Regions from separate parts of the Mus musculus genome. Here region 2 is linked to region 1. Evidence: chromatin contacts called from public HiChIP or PLAC-seq data. All regions are on one chromosome and are shown on one strand. The core of a region is the stretch at or near the end of the contact, and the rest is flanking DNA. Distances in the headings are between cores, read along the strand shown.

What was found. HiChIP or PLAC-seq counts read pairs in DNA pulled down with a chosen protein or histone mark.
Region 2: a FOXA1 HiChIP or PLAC-seq map of pancreatic cancer cells shows a contact between it and region 1. The contact joins the enhancer-like site here to the promoter of Ada in region 1. A contact is called at or near these places in 14 of 39 promoter capture datasets (3T3-L1-derived adipocytes, the C10 cell line, the HPC-7 cell line and 11 more), 1 of 15 datasets of contacts at CTCF or cohesin (large pre-B cells), 2 of 484 Hi-C or Micro-C datasets (B cells and urothelial organoids), 6 of 115 datasets of contacts at active chromatin or transcription factors (astrocytes, bone marrow-derived macrophages, embryonic stem cells and 3 more) and 3 of 9 other capture datasets (adipose tissue, embryonic stem cells and liver).

The regions. Positions count from the first base shown.
Region 1 is chr2:163,746,854-163,754,206 of GRCm38.p6, forward strand. Ada (adenosine deaminase) reads right to left here and starts at 3,386. Exons shown (of 12, transcript NM_007398.4): 1 at 3,206-3,386. The coding sequence starts at 3,238. RefSeq lists an enhancer at 6,564-7,353 and a cis regulatory region at 6,603-6,614.
Region 2 is chr2:163,584,912-163,591,988 of GRCm38.p6, forward strand. It overlaps the pseudogene Gm18590. Among named protein-coding and RNA genes, the nearest start is that of Ttpal, 14 kb to the right of the region's middle. Within about 2 kb of position 4,615, at least 36 of the 459 cell types and tissues checked have an H3K27ac peak or open chromatin away from gene starts, as enhancers often do. A contact at or near this core is called in bone marrow-derived macrophages, microglia and pancreatic cancer cells, where this site is marked.

The DNA of each region.
Region 1 (7,353 bases), core at 2,136-4,635:
GTAATCAACAAATAAAATTTCTGTATTTTTTTATGTATAAATAAAGCCTGAAAGATACAAAAGTTGTTGGCATAGGAGAAGCCATAGTGAGATGCGATGTGTGCTTTCTCTCTGTCCCGTCCCCCACATCCCATGTCTGATCCTTGCTTCCCCTTGCTGCTCTTGCATCCACCCTTCTCCAGACCCTGCCTGCAGCCGAGGCTGGTCCCCAGCAACTTAACTCACACAAATCAGCTAGAACTACACTTGGTACAGAACAAACCTCAAAAGTCTGAGAAAGCAAAGATTCACTGGGCTCATGCTCTCTATGAACCTGCATAGGAGGAAAGACCCAATTAGAAACAACCTTCCAACCTGGGCCAGTTCCCTCAGAGGTGTGAAGTGCACAGAGACTGTTGCTTTGAGGAAGCCTTTTCCCTCTCTAGTCCTTGGACAACTCCACTTGTGAATGGGATGCAGACAGCTGCCTGCTCAGTCATTCATAGAATTGTGAATGACTGCTAAAGGTTCCTGGTACTCACAACCACTCCAAAGAGCCTCAGCCAGAGGCAGGAGGTCAGCATGCATCTTTACATACAGCAGCAACGGGAACCATGGGATTTTCTAGTCCTGCTTCAAGTGGGCACAGAGTGATAAGGGTTACTGGGTCATGCATGCACGTGTACATACCACACACACACACACACACACACACACACACACACACACACAATCTTCAGGTGCAGCAAGTACTAAGGAAGCCAGCACCCAGTCAAAGCAGGGGTCTTTCTTCTCCACGCAGGCTGATGGACCAGCAGTTTTACATTGCTGGCAGGGCATGATGACAACAGTATCTCAGTGCCACCCAAGCCTCCCCAGTCACAGTTAGAGCCAGGTGACTTGCGTGTATATCTATATCTGAAGGGCAAGGTTGGGGAGAAGGCTCAGCAGGTAAAGAGCGTGCAACACAAGTGTGTGGATCTGACTTAAATCCACACAGCCCGCACAGAAGCCAGGCATGGTAACTGCCATTTGCCATCCCCAGCACCCCCACTGTGAGATGTGAGGCAGAGACAGGAGAATTCCTAGAAACCCACGAGGCAGCTAGCCTGGAGTTCCAGGGGTGAACAACCAAGACACTGTATCTCAAACATGCTGGAGGGTGAAACCTGACACTCAAGCCTGTCCCTACACAGTGCCTTAGCTCACACATACCACATAGAAGAAACAAAAACAAACGCTGGCCCATTTCATCTGCTCACCTTGAAGTTGTCCAAGCCCCAGTCCCAACTGGTGTAGGCATGAGAAACCAAAGAACCCAGCAAAGGCTCAGGTAGATATCCTCTTATCCCTAAAGCGTTTGCAGAGATCACCCATGAAAGATGGGGACATAGAATTTCTGCTTCTTAGGTTTTGTTCTTTCATCCAAAACAAAGGTCTTGCTATATAGTTCAGGCCTGGAACTCAAAAATCCTCCTGTCTCAGTCTTCCAAATAATAGGAATTCCGGCTCTGTACTATGCTGCCTGGCTTAGGGAATGGGATTCTGAAGCTGACCCTCAATGTGGGCTTCTCTCCCAGCTTGGCTACATCCTAATTAAGCTCTGTGCCTGCTTCCCCATCTATCCATGGAGACAGCATCAGCTACCTCACCAAGTCAGGGCACTAGTTGTGTGCAGTTACAGTATGCTGGGCCCCTGGTAGCATCAGTTACGCAGGCTGGCCAGGCGCTGACCACAGTGGCTCCTTCCCACTCTGCCAGCCATAGCAGCATTTCTTCCTCACCATGACACGAGACCTGTCCCACCTCAGAGGTAGCAGCCCAGCATGCTACCTTCCTGCTGACGTCACCTTCCAACATCCAGACACCAATGCTAACAGTCCTTTTCTCCAGGTGTGGAGTCTAAGAGCCCCGAGGGAAGGAATGACATCCCAGCATGGGTCAGATGACAATACCAGGGCTCATGATATATTGGCACTCCCCCCATCCCCCAAGAGCTGTTACAAAAGGGTAGGTGCCACAGAAGTGTAACCTGTCGCTCACCTTTAGTCACTCTCTTAGGTTTCCATCAGGAGAGATGGTTCCCCTGACCAAGGGTAGGGAGAATTCAGACCATCAAAAGAAAACTCACCCTTTGATGTCTAAGAGCACCAACTGTGGTCAGGAGCCACCAGACAAGATGTGCAGCAGGCATTGGTTGGGTAGGAAGACTTGCCCTGCCCTTCTAGCCTCTAGCTAGAGGGGCAGAGTGTGTTCCCTATGGTAAGTGCATGGAATACAGGCCCACTGCCCATCTTCCCTCCCGCTCCCTCCATGCACGCATATATGACACAACATGCACACGGGATTCATACGTCTGCCACCCCGCCCCCCACTCAGCATCTGTTTCTTGGAGGGGTAAGTCTAAGGGTGACTGTCTCTGATCCCTCCCCCTGAGTTCTCAGTCCCACACTCTGCTGACCAGTTCAATTTGCCTGGCTGACTAGACAGAATCTGTAAGGGCTGCAAATCTGGCCTTGGGGACCTGGAGTCTCCCTGTTTCCAAGAAGCCACAGCTTGCAGAAAGACAGATAAAGGGTTCTCCTCTGGGGTCAAGGGCTAAAACTTCATCCCAAATAAACCCATATGGCCAAACGGTCAGTATGTGTAGGGGTTCCTCCTGGCACCCTGAAGCCTCTATCCCTTCCTTTTCTGGTTTGGATCATAGATTTTCCCACGGGCGCACCCACAAACCTAGGTTACCTGTTGCCCACAAAGTAATCATAACACTTAAGTATAAAGCCATACACTGAACATTTAACAGCTAGAGACCCTGGGCCCCATTCTACTGGGGCTCAGACACCCAGGTCCTAGCCCAGTCCCACACAGCTGTGCAGCCCCGCCGCACTGGATGCCCATTGGCAGACAGCGAGGCTGAGACCTCCAGGGCACAGGGCATAGGCAGCAGCCGAACCCGAAGGCCGACTGGAGGCACTCCCAGGTTCGCATAGACAGCAGCCGAACCCGAAGGCCGACCAGAGACACCCCCAGGTTCTGGACACTCCCTGCCACATCGTCTCTCGCTCGACATCCCGGAAGCAAGCTAAGGCCTGGGTCGAGGGGAGATGCCTGCGGGAGTCCCCCTGCCACTCCATGCTTCTAGGTTAAAGGCGCCAAAGGCTGGGCCCCGCTAAGCCCCGGGACAGCCCGGGACAGAACCCTGGCAACGGAGCCCCTCGGTGCTTACTTTGGGTTTGTTGAATGCGGGTGTCTGGGCCATGGTTCCGAGCGTGTTCCCGGTTCTCTCCGCCGAAGCTCTCTGGGTCTGCGTTGGCTCGCTGGCAGGGTCGCTTCCCGATGGCTCTCAGAGACCGCGGCCCGCCACGCTCTTTTTTACCGGGCTGCCCCGGCACAGCCCCGCCCACGCTACGCCCACAGAGAGACCCCGCCTTCCGGAGCCACGGCCCCGCCCCCCCCCCCCCCCCCCCGCCTGCAACTCTGGCGCGCATTTCCCGGAATTCTGAACCCCAGACCTTCCCTGCTGGCTACACCCTAGGAAGCTCCCAGGTGAGCCCCCTGCAGACGCGACTCCAATGTCCTCACCTGCCCCTTCCGGGCCCCTTCAGTACCGAGGCTTCCAGTGTTGCTTGGGCGCCTACTTTGTGCAGGCTGAAGCTGGAGCCACACAGTCCTGAAGCCTTATGGGGCTGGATTTTGAGGGATAGACCCACTTGTTGCAGAATCACAAGGCAGAAGAAGTGTGTAATTAGGGAGATTTAGCGGCGACTGCCGGAGTTCACCAGGTGAGGGCGGGTGGGATGCAGAGAACACTGTTGTGTGTGAGAGAGACTCCTGAGAACTAAGTCTCCAGGGTGGCTGGAGACAGGGGGTGGACAGGAACACACAGTTCATCTCTCCTGGGGCAGTTACGCTGGAGAAATATGCCCACGTATCGAGATGTATTTAGAATGCTCACATCAGTGCTGTGGGTAAATACAGTGGACTGGTTTCTGCAGCAATAAAGCCAGTTTCAGCTACAAAGCACAGCACATGTGCTCAGACACAGTAGTGAAAGGGGGGCAGAAAAAAAAATACGCTGCAGAAAACTTCATACTATGGTCAACTTCTAGAACATATAAATAACAACATATGCATCAGGGAGGAGAAATGGGAAGCAAGGGAAACACTCTTAAATCTCAGTCCTGCCATCCCTGGGGTGGGCCATGCTGACTCTGTGGGAAGCCTAGGGCACATGGAAACATCCATTTAATGGTGGTATCCCAGAACTAGGTGAGATGCAATTCTCATCTGAAACTAAACAAACTTACAAATAAAGAGGAGGGGATGGGAAGGGGAGAGGGGAGCTGAGGCCAGCAGGCGAGGTGGAAGCTCAGAGAGATGTCACTGAAAGTTTGTCAGTGGTTTCAGGACAGCATCACACTTCTGTTTGGAAAACTCCAGCTGTTCCAAGTCTAGAAATTTAGCCAGGGAGACTTCACAGGTGAGCTGTTTAGAACCATACTCTAGGTTTGGTGGGATTTTGGGGGCGGGATGCAGGGCTATATTGTAGCAAGTTCCTTAAGTAACTTGTGCGCACCTTGAGGTGGGGATGCCCGGGTGTCCTTACATGAGGGGACAACATGAAAGGAGCTGGAGAAAGCGTGGTACACCAGGAAAGATCCAGGTGTGAGACCGTGGCGACTCTGGGCAAGAGGATGGACTCAGATCCCTGCTACTTGAAAGCAGCAGAATACAGATTTGGGATTCAGTTGTTTGTGGGAGTGAGAGAGAGGGTGGATCAAAATGGTACTTCTAAGACAGGGATGGGAATACTTGTGCCTGTAATCTTAGTATTCACCAAGCTGAGACAAGAAGATGCTGAGCTATTATTGAGATTTTTGAGATTCTGTTGCAAAAAAAGAGAAACATTTCCAACACATTGTAGCTTAGTGGGAGGTTTCTTTGTTACTTCAGATACATGACCATACACCATCACATGTGGACACACCCTCCCTAGCCCTTGTCCTGGAAGCACTTTGAAAACATCATTCCATTCAATCTGTCTACACCCTGTGAAGCAGAAACTGTTATCAGTCTACAAATGAAGTCGCCGAGGCCCCAAGAGGGCACAGGCCACTGGGCTCCTGGAAGATTAGTGCACTGCAAGGGAGGGTGGCACTTGAATTTGATTCTGACTCTATAGCTGGGCCTGGGCTGTGTCAAATCTTTCTCCAAAGTCCATCCAACTCATTCTTTGCAAATAACTTCCTGGTCCACCAAAAGTGACAAGCCTTTGCTGATCCTGTCTTTGCCTGATGGAGTCTTGCCCTGGGATGTCCTGAAGGACTTGCTCTTAGAATGTGGCAGAGGAGGCTACTGAACTTCCTTCTCTGGAGGGATTTGGGGCTCTTTCAACTTCCACTGGGACCTCTGGTTTTTGCTCTGGGAACTTGAGCCACTAGAAGACACCGTCACTGGTGGGAAATCCAGTTGGTTGCTGAGCCAAGCCCAGCTTTCAGACACCCCTAAAATCCCACTATGTCAGACACTGTAAAGTCAGCCCTTCAGCAACCCAGGTGACTTCAGTGTCCAGGGAAGCGCAGCCTTCATACCTTACTTACAAAGCTGTGGCAGGTGTTTCTCATCAGCCACCGTATCTGGTGGCAGGGACTTCCACCTGCCACAGCCCTGCAGAATGTGTGACTCCATCCTGACCAGATGTGGAAAGTGTCTAGATTCTGGAGTGTTTGAAATTCTGCTCTCTAGGCAGGACCAAACTTCTGGAAAATAGCTGAGTGGGGTGGGCTACAAGCCTTTGGTAGGCCTCACCACTGGGTACACAATCTGTCCTTCTGTCAAAGGAACCTTACAGTGTCCACAACACCATGGACTCTTTTGCCTGTGGCACAGGCAGGGGCCTGGGGGAAGGTGACAAGATGGAGAAGTGAGCCTGTTTATTCCCTGCACTCCCCAGTCATCAAGCAGAACTGTCTTTCTGGCAAGGCCATAACTTCGGACAGGCTACCCCTCCCTTCTATTCCCCCAACACCTCCCCTTTTTTCCCCATCTCCAAGGCAGTGACCCCAAGAACTGCCTCATGTGTGGCTGCTTTCCCTGGGCCCCCGTTGCCTCCATTAGGGTTTTCCTATTAGCAGATCCTGAGACAAAGTTTGAGGTTTATTTGAAGAGATTGAAGGAAACACCACAAGGAGAATGAAGAAAAAGGCAGGGCAATGAGAAAGCCTAGCAACAGATAGGTGATGAGTCTGAGCTCTGCACTCAGCCTCTGGGAGCTGTCGGGGTATGCAGTTAACCCAACTGAGGGCCTGGGGAGCAAGGGGCTTAGACACACACTCTCCTCCATCATTGGGTGTGTTTGTGTGTATATTTTTGCAAAGAACAAACCCCAGACTTCTTGAGTGGCAGAGAAGCACTGTATTTCCCTATCCCCTTCCCCACTGTTGTTCTGGTATTGTTTAAGTCTGATTTCACTCTCTTCTCAGTACCTGTAGTTAGTTCAACATAACTGAGCTTACTCCAGTGGGTGCATAGTACCTGCTGCAGAGACAGACTGGCCTGGGCTCATCCAGGTGTCAGTGAGAAGAAGCTTTCACCGTGTAGAGGGATGCCAGGGTTACTTGGGCAGCCCATAGGCATAGTGCACACCTTTGTAGACAAGTCTCTCAGACTTTCCACCATACTCTGAGTGTGTCACTTGGTCCTTCCAGTTGCTACAAGCTGGCTTTGATCTCCACACAACACACACCAGGCCCAAAGTGGGAGGAGGGATGGAGAGAGATGCCTTCCCCCAAACACATTTTGCTCATAGCACACTTTATTACTGAGATAGATTCTCAAGCACACTGGAACTCTGGCTCTCCTAGCCTCTGTGCAAAACCAAGTTCAAGAGCTAACCCCAACCAGGGTGGAGTGGCTCAGGGCTAATCCCAAACAGGACAAAGTGGTTCATGCCTGTATTTCTAGTGCTTAGGAGATGGAAGCAAGATTGCCACAAAATTAAGGGCTACCGAGTGAGACTCTGCCTCAAATATATGTAAGGCCAGTTCCAGTTAGAAAATTGCACTATGGAAATTGCTTAAGAGTGATTTCCAGCTAAGACAAGTTAGGCTTTGCTAATAACATTGGTAACCCAATAGCCAGCCAGTGTAACAAAGTAACAAAGTGTGGGGGTTGGGGTTGGGCAGGTGTGCTTCACTTTAAAAAATCTGCAATCTGCTAGGCCAGGCCTTTAATGCAAGCACTTGGGAGGTGGAAGCAGGCAGATCTCTGTGAATTCAAAGGCCAGTCGGTCTATGTGAGTTTCAGGACAGAGCTATGTAGAGAGAGAGCCCCTGTCTCAAAAACTAAAACCTAAAAAAGAAAAAAAAAAAAAAA
Region 2 (7,077 bases), core at 3,365-5,864, 160 kb before region 1:
CATAGCATGACATTTATAGTAATGTTAACCAATACATGTGTTCCACTAACACTGGTCAATAAATAAGTTAGGTGCTCAATAAATACAAAACACATTGCAAAAATGAACATCTGAAAGAGAAATATCTACGTGAATACTACAGAGGGTAGAAGGTAGCTCGGGTAGAGAGTTTGCCCAGCATGTACATCATCTTGGATTCAATCCCTTTCTAGTTCTGATTTTTTAAAAAATATTAAATATGAAGCCGAGGGATGGAACTCAAATGAGCTGCAGCCAAGATGGAAGTAACTGAGATGGAGACAACTCTGAGTTTGTCTTGCTGGGATCAAAAGTCTGGATTCACCTGTCAACAGCACCAGGAGCTTAAAAAAAAGCAAAACAAACAAACAAACAAAAAAGACTTCGAAACAGACCAGAACTCTAATGAAGAGACTCTGGAGGCCCTGGCTAACACACTCAAACTGACCAAAAAAAAAAAAAAGAAAAGAAAAGAAAAGAAAGACATTAAGACTTGGTTCCTTTTTCGAAGAAATAAGATGAAACTCAAGCAATTGTCCAAGGCCCACAGATCTGAGCTGAAGTCGAGGGACTTTGCTTTTGGGTGGCGCTTTCTGCGACGTGACACGATATGTCGAAGTCTTACACAAGAATGAGTTTAATATACCTCTTGTACGAGAACTGCTAAATGTACAATTACCATTCGACACCAAGAAGGACTACCAATCAGAACCCCAAGGAGGCCTCCCAAAATGACCCTGGACTCCCCAAAGCTTTGGAAGCCTTGACGAAGCTCACACTCTCTTCTGGGTACCAAAGCAGAGGTGACATGCCACAGGACTTCTGACTCCCTAGTGTTGGCTCTTTTTGTTAATGTTTTTAAACTTCCTTATAGGGGGCTGCCGGGTTTTTATGTCCATCGATAGTACACTCATAATAAACCTAGCTATTCCAAAAAAAAAAAAAAAAACCCAAAACAACAACAACAACAACTAAATATTCTTAGGGGTTATTTGGAGGGGCTGTTGTAGCCCTGACCAGCCTGGAACTAGCTCTGTAGACCAGGCTGGCCTCAACCTCAAAGATCCACCTGCCTCTGCCTCTTAAGTACTGGGATTAAAGGCAGGTGCCACCGCCGCCCAGCTATTCTTAGGTTTTTCAATTGAATCTATTTATGTATTTGTATGGAGACGGTGTGCATGTGCGTGAGTGTGTGCTACAGCACATGTGCATATGCTAGAGAATAATTTGCAGGTTCATTTTTCTCCCTCCACCCTGAGGGCCCTGAGTTTAATAAGCTTATGTGGCAAGCGTCTTACATCTCATCAGCCTAAATTAAACCGACTGAAGGGCACAATGAAGACTTTCCTAAAGGTCCTTAGACAAGAAGTCTGGGCAAGAATTTTTCCCATTACAAGATCCACAGCTTCGGGGTTTCTCAGCTTATCACACTGATTACAGGAGTCCCCGGTTCTGTTCATCAAGTCTGGTTTCCACACTCCTATAAATCTGTTGTTCTAACATCTCACGATCCATTTATCCACAAAAACTTTGCTGAACAGATCGTTTTTAAAAGATGTGTTTATTTTTAATGTGCTGTGTTTTGCCTGCATGCACGTGCCCCAAATGCATGCAATACCCACAGAAACCAGAAGGGGGCGTTGGGTCCCCTGGCACCGTAGCTACTGATGGTTATGCGTTGCCATGTGGGTACTGGGTCCTCGAGAAGAGCAGCCAACGCTCTTAACTGCTGAACAATCTCTGTAGCCCCTCAATTCTTTTTTTGTATGGCACAGCACTGGCAGCGGGAACAGGGAGGGGGACAGAGAGAGAAGCCCCGTTTCTCCTCCTGTGGTAGCTGAAGGATGGGAATCTTGACCTGAACACTCACAGGATGCAGGGCAAGCACTGGTGTTGCAGTGGGGGGTGGGATAGCAGTCCGGAGAGAAGGGCCTTCGGGTAGGTGTGGACGGTGGGGGTCAGGGGTGAGAGGGACAGCTGCTTTTCATTTGATGCCCTTTTGCCCATTTGGATGTTTGATTTTCACCAAGTACACACAGCAGAGTCAATCAATGGAACAAACAATCATGATTAAGTAAACAATTCAGTTAGCAGGCACTTTTGTAACTCCGAGAGTGCTGCCTGCTCTTCCCTGTGATGAAATCCGTAGCTCCTGGCATCTTGATTCATTTCTGTTGCTATGAGAAAACACAGGAGATCTAGCCATTTGTAAAGAGATAGGCTTAGCTCATGGCCCTGGAGGCTGAGCAGTCTAAGAGCGTGATGCTGGTACACGCTGAGGGCCATGAAGCTGTGTTTAACATGGCAGAGGGCGCCACGAGATGAGATGGATCCGTGATGCTAGGTCACTACTGCAATAGCCTTTTACCCATCAATCCGCATGCAGATCATCTCCGATGAGTCTCACCTAACAAAGTTGGTGTGTTAGGAACCGCATTTCAAGGACACAAGATTTGGGAGACAGCACTGATAACACAATGCTTCCCATCCTGCAGACGTGTTCAAATGCCCATCTCAGTAGGATCTGCCTCTGCTGTCCTCCCTGGGATGACCTCCACACAGGCATCATCAGCCCTTCAGTCGCTCCTTCCCGTCCCAAGAAGTGTCCTCATGCATTCTGGGAGAATCAAGGCCTCCCCGGAGTTCACAGTGAGAGGGAGCTAGCGGGGGACGGGGGGGGGGGTGTGCATCTATTTTTGACTGAGATGACATCATCTCTCTGTGACTTCTGCTTCTGTTCTGATGTCACTTCTGCACCTGCTACTGGCCTGGGCCACCACCAACCACTGCTCTGTGCTGCTTGGTGTGTGTGTGTATGTGTGTGTGTGTGTGTGTGTGTGTGTGTGTGTGTGTGTGTGTGTAGTGTTGAGATTCTGGCATCTGTTGCTGTCTCTTGGGTCCCTCACCATTCCCTAGCATTGTCCTTTGCCTTCCTGATTCCTTGCAGTGTAGAGGGTGGCACCCAGGGCTCCTGCATCCTGGGCAAGTGTTCTACCTCAGAGCTATATCCCCAGCCCTGGAGTTATTTTTCTGCTGCCCAACTGTGCCAGGTATCTAATGTGTAGAGGCTGCAGACAGTGTTTCTGTGGTACGGAGGATCAAACCCAGGGCCTTGTGTGTGTTAGACAAGCATTCTCCCAACCGAGTCACATTCCTGTTGTATATATATTTTATATGACCAGCTTTCATGGGTAAAGGGTTTTATGGCCAAGAAAATATGAGATTCTGAAGGTTCTGGATTTTGCCCTTCAGAAAAAGACTGTACATGGCAGGCTGCCTTCGAGGTGATTTCCTGGGCACTGACAGGTGCATGACATATCTGTGAGAAATACTAGTCTCCCAGCAGGTAGCAGGCCACTGTGGTCACTGCCTTAGAGTAAATGGTGACCCTCTAGTCAGAGCTTTAGCCTGTAAGTTCTCCAGGCCTGCTCTGTGAAATTGTAGTGGTACATTCTAACCCAGTAATCACTCAGACAATACTGCCAACAGGGACAAGGAGTTAGCAGAGCCTGTGGCTGGGAGGGTCTCTCCTCCCACAAGACCAGCCCAAATATCCAAAGCCCGCCTCTTCTCTCCACCTTCCCTCTCCAACCCTGGTCCTCCCTACCAGAAGCCCACACTTGCCTCTCTCCTGGCCTCCCTAAACCCAGCACCCACATTCTGCAGTGTTCATATGAGACACAAATGACTAAGCCCCACTTCACCTCGCCAGGCCTCACAGAGCAGCATCCAGGTTTCTAGCCCCGTGAGGTAGTGCACATACAGGAATCTCCGCACTAGGGAGGGAGGTGCAGCAGAATCGTTGCAAATTCCAGTTCTGCCTGGTCCACACAGCAAGTCTCAGGCCAACCAGGGCTACACAGTGAGACCCCGTCTCAAACAAGAGCAAAAACAACAGCCCCCCTCTGCCATCTACTAACCTGACCCCCTCTCCCTCTTACCTCAGCAACGTTGGTCCATAGCTTCAAGACCCTTCTTGTTCTCTCTGCCTGGGTGGCTTTTCTGCCACAGCTCCAAAACCCACTGTGGGGACTGCCGAGAACCATCTGGCTCGGAGGTTGAGAGCACTGGTTGCTCTTCCAGAGGACCTGGATTCCGTTCCCAGCACAAACAGCTCACAACCTTCCATAACTCCAGCACCCCAATCTCCTCTAACCCAATGGAACACATCCTTCACAAATATACATACACGCAGGTAAAATCACTCAGATCCATAAAGACAAACAAGCAAGCAAGCATTGCTGTGAGCTGAGGCCATTAAACCCCGTGAAACCAGTAGACAAGGACAGATTGGGAGGAAGACATAAAAGCTGGGGACAAGGGTGTATGGCTGGAGGAGGCACTTCAACTGCTTGGACTGTGTGCCATGTGAATACTCAAATCATAATAAATGAATCATACCATAAGGATTTCCTTGGTGAGTTTGCATCTTAAGAGTCCCCTGAAGGACTGTATGCTGAAGACTTGGTGGCCAGCCTGGGTCCTTGGAGCTGGTGAAAGAAACCTTGAGGAAGTGGGGCCGAGTCTAGGGAGGAGAGTGGTGTGAGGAACTCAAGAGAGCCAATGGGAGTTGAGATAAGAGAGCCAAGCCACGAGGCAGTCAAGAGTGGGCTCTTACACAATGAGGGAGATGAGGGATTTGAGACTGGAGATGGCAAAGGAGTCACCAGGTTGTCCCCAGAGGTCAAATCCAATCCCAACTCTGCTTTTCAAATAATCGGTTTATTTTTATTTTATGTACATTGGTATTTTGGCTGCATGTATGTCTGTGTGAGGGGGTCAGATGTCCTGGAACTGAAGTTACACACGGTTGCAGCCTGCCATATGGGTGCTAGGAATTAATCCTGGGCCCTCTGGAAGAGCAGCTGGTGCTCTTAACCACTGAGCCATCTCTCCAGCCCCAAGTCCCAAGTCTTGGTTTTGTTTGTTTTGGTTTGGGGGTTTTGTTTTGTTTCGTTTTTTGTTTTTCGAGACAGGGTTTCTCTGTGTAGCCCTGGCTGTCCTGGAACTCACTCTATAGAGCCAGGCTGGCCTCGAACTCAGAAATTTGCCTGCCTCTGCCTCCCAAGTGCTGAGATTAAAGGCATATGCGCCACCACGCCCGGCTCCAAGTCCCAACTCTTAATGCAACAGACTCACGGGTTAAGGGTACCTGCGTGTCATTGTAAGCAAACAACCCCCATTCCTTCTCACTCCATGGTGAAGAAGAGAAGGAGGAAGAAGAGGAAGAGGAAGAAGAGGAGGAGGAGGAGAAGCACTCTTGCCCGAGGTCACCCAGCAAAGGAGCCTCATTTTGGTTTTGCGCTGGCTCTAAATGACCACTTCTCAGTCCTCCCACAGCTTCACATCAGATGCCACCCTAGACCCCAGAGGGAAGTGACTCGGAGTTCACACCCCGGAAGCTTGAGCCCTCTTGCCCCTCCCTCATTCCACTTGCCACGGGCGGAGTCTGCCAACTCCAAAGTAAGAGATGACCAAAGCACCCTGCTTGCAAGACTGCATTTTTAAAAAGTGGCGAAGCAATGCCAAGGCGTGTAACAAGATAAGGATGGCGACAGGCTCCTGACAAACCCTGAGCTGCCAGATACTGAGCAACGAATGAGTAAAGCGATTTATGGCCTGTGGGCCCAGCCCTGACAGGAACTGAAGTCGTTAGTGGGAAGATCGGCAGAAAATTCCCATCATCCCCTGCCTGGGGAGAGGCCTGACATCTCCTTTACATATTGGGTGGGGGAATAATTTCTGGGACCACTCCCCATGGGCCACAATGTGCTACCCATCTGGTTGGGTCTGGCATGCTCAGTCTCTTCTTTGCTGAAGAAACACCTGTGAGCGCTAACCATTACACCTGCTCATTTCTTCCCAGGCTTTGGGGAAGAGCGGATGAGGGAAAGCAAGGGAGATAGGGAAAACCTAGCATCAGGAAGACATTTTTCTGTGATTGGGACACCAGTGACTCACAATGTCATGTCACAGGGACCTAGAGAAGGAACCAGGCCTGGACCCTAGGTCCCCAATTTCCAGGGATGGGGGTCTCCCCCTAAACAAGCCTGTCAGAAAAATGTTCCTTAGACCCTCTGAGAATTCCAGCCTGCCCTTCAGTACTTCCAACCCACCCTTAGATGCCAGAGACCCTCCTTAGAGCCCCCATATGGTTTTTATTAAAATGGAGCCTGTATCTCACAGGAGTTGGAACAATATGGAAAAACACAGAGGGCTAAGTTCAAGATGATGACATCGACTCTCCAGAGACTGAGAGAGCTAGCCAAGCTAAGGAAGCAGTTACCGGACTGTCCCATGGGTCCTAGCGCCTCATCTCCAGCCTCTGAGCCAACGTGTGCACTGATGTCACAAAGCTGTACATTTAATAGTGTGAGTTACAATGCTATAGAGACAGTTTAAAAATCCAGAAAAGCAATATTAGACTCTATTGCATCAAATCCTCAGTAACTGTCTAACTACAGCGGAGGGGGCTGAAGAGGTGGCTCTTGGTGAAGGGCACCTGCTATGTTTCCAGAGGATCAGAACTTGGTTCCCAGCATCCATAGTCACCTGGGACTCTAGCTCCAGGAGATCCAACACCCTCTTCTGATGCCCACAGGCACTGGCACACAGGTACAGACAGATAGGCAGGCAGACAGGCAGACAGGCACACACATACACACACACACACACATACTTTTTTTTAAAAAAATTTTTAGATAGTACCTAGTGAACAGGATGTTTACAAAGTTAAAATGAGAAGGTGGCCAGGTATAATGGTGCATGCCTATAATCCCAGCACTCAGAAGGCAAAGGCAGGTGGCTTTCTGTGAGTTTGAGGCCAGTTTAGCCTGCATAAGGAGTTCTAGGACAGACAGAGTTACACAGTGAGACTCTGTTTCAGAAACAAAAACAAACAACAATGAAACAAACCAAAGATCCCCTGACTCATGACCCTCTGAACACAGCTTAGAACTTCACAGGAAGAGTTCAGGTTGTGACAATGACAGTGATTTTGGTTTAGTGTTTGTTTTGTTTTGTTTGTTTTGTTTTGTTTGAGACAGGGTTTCTCTGTGT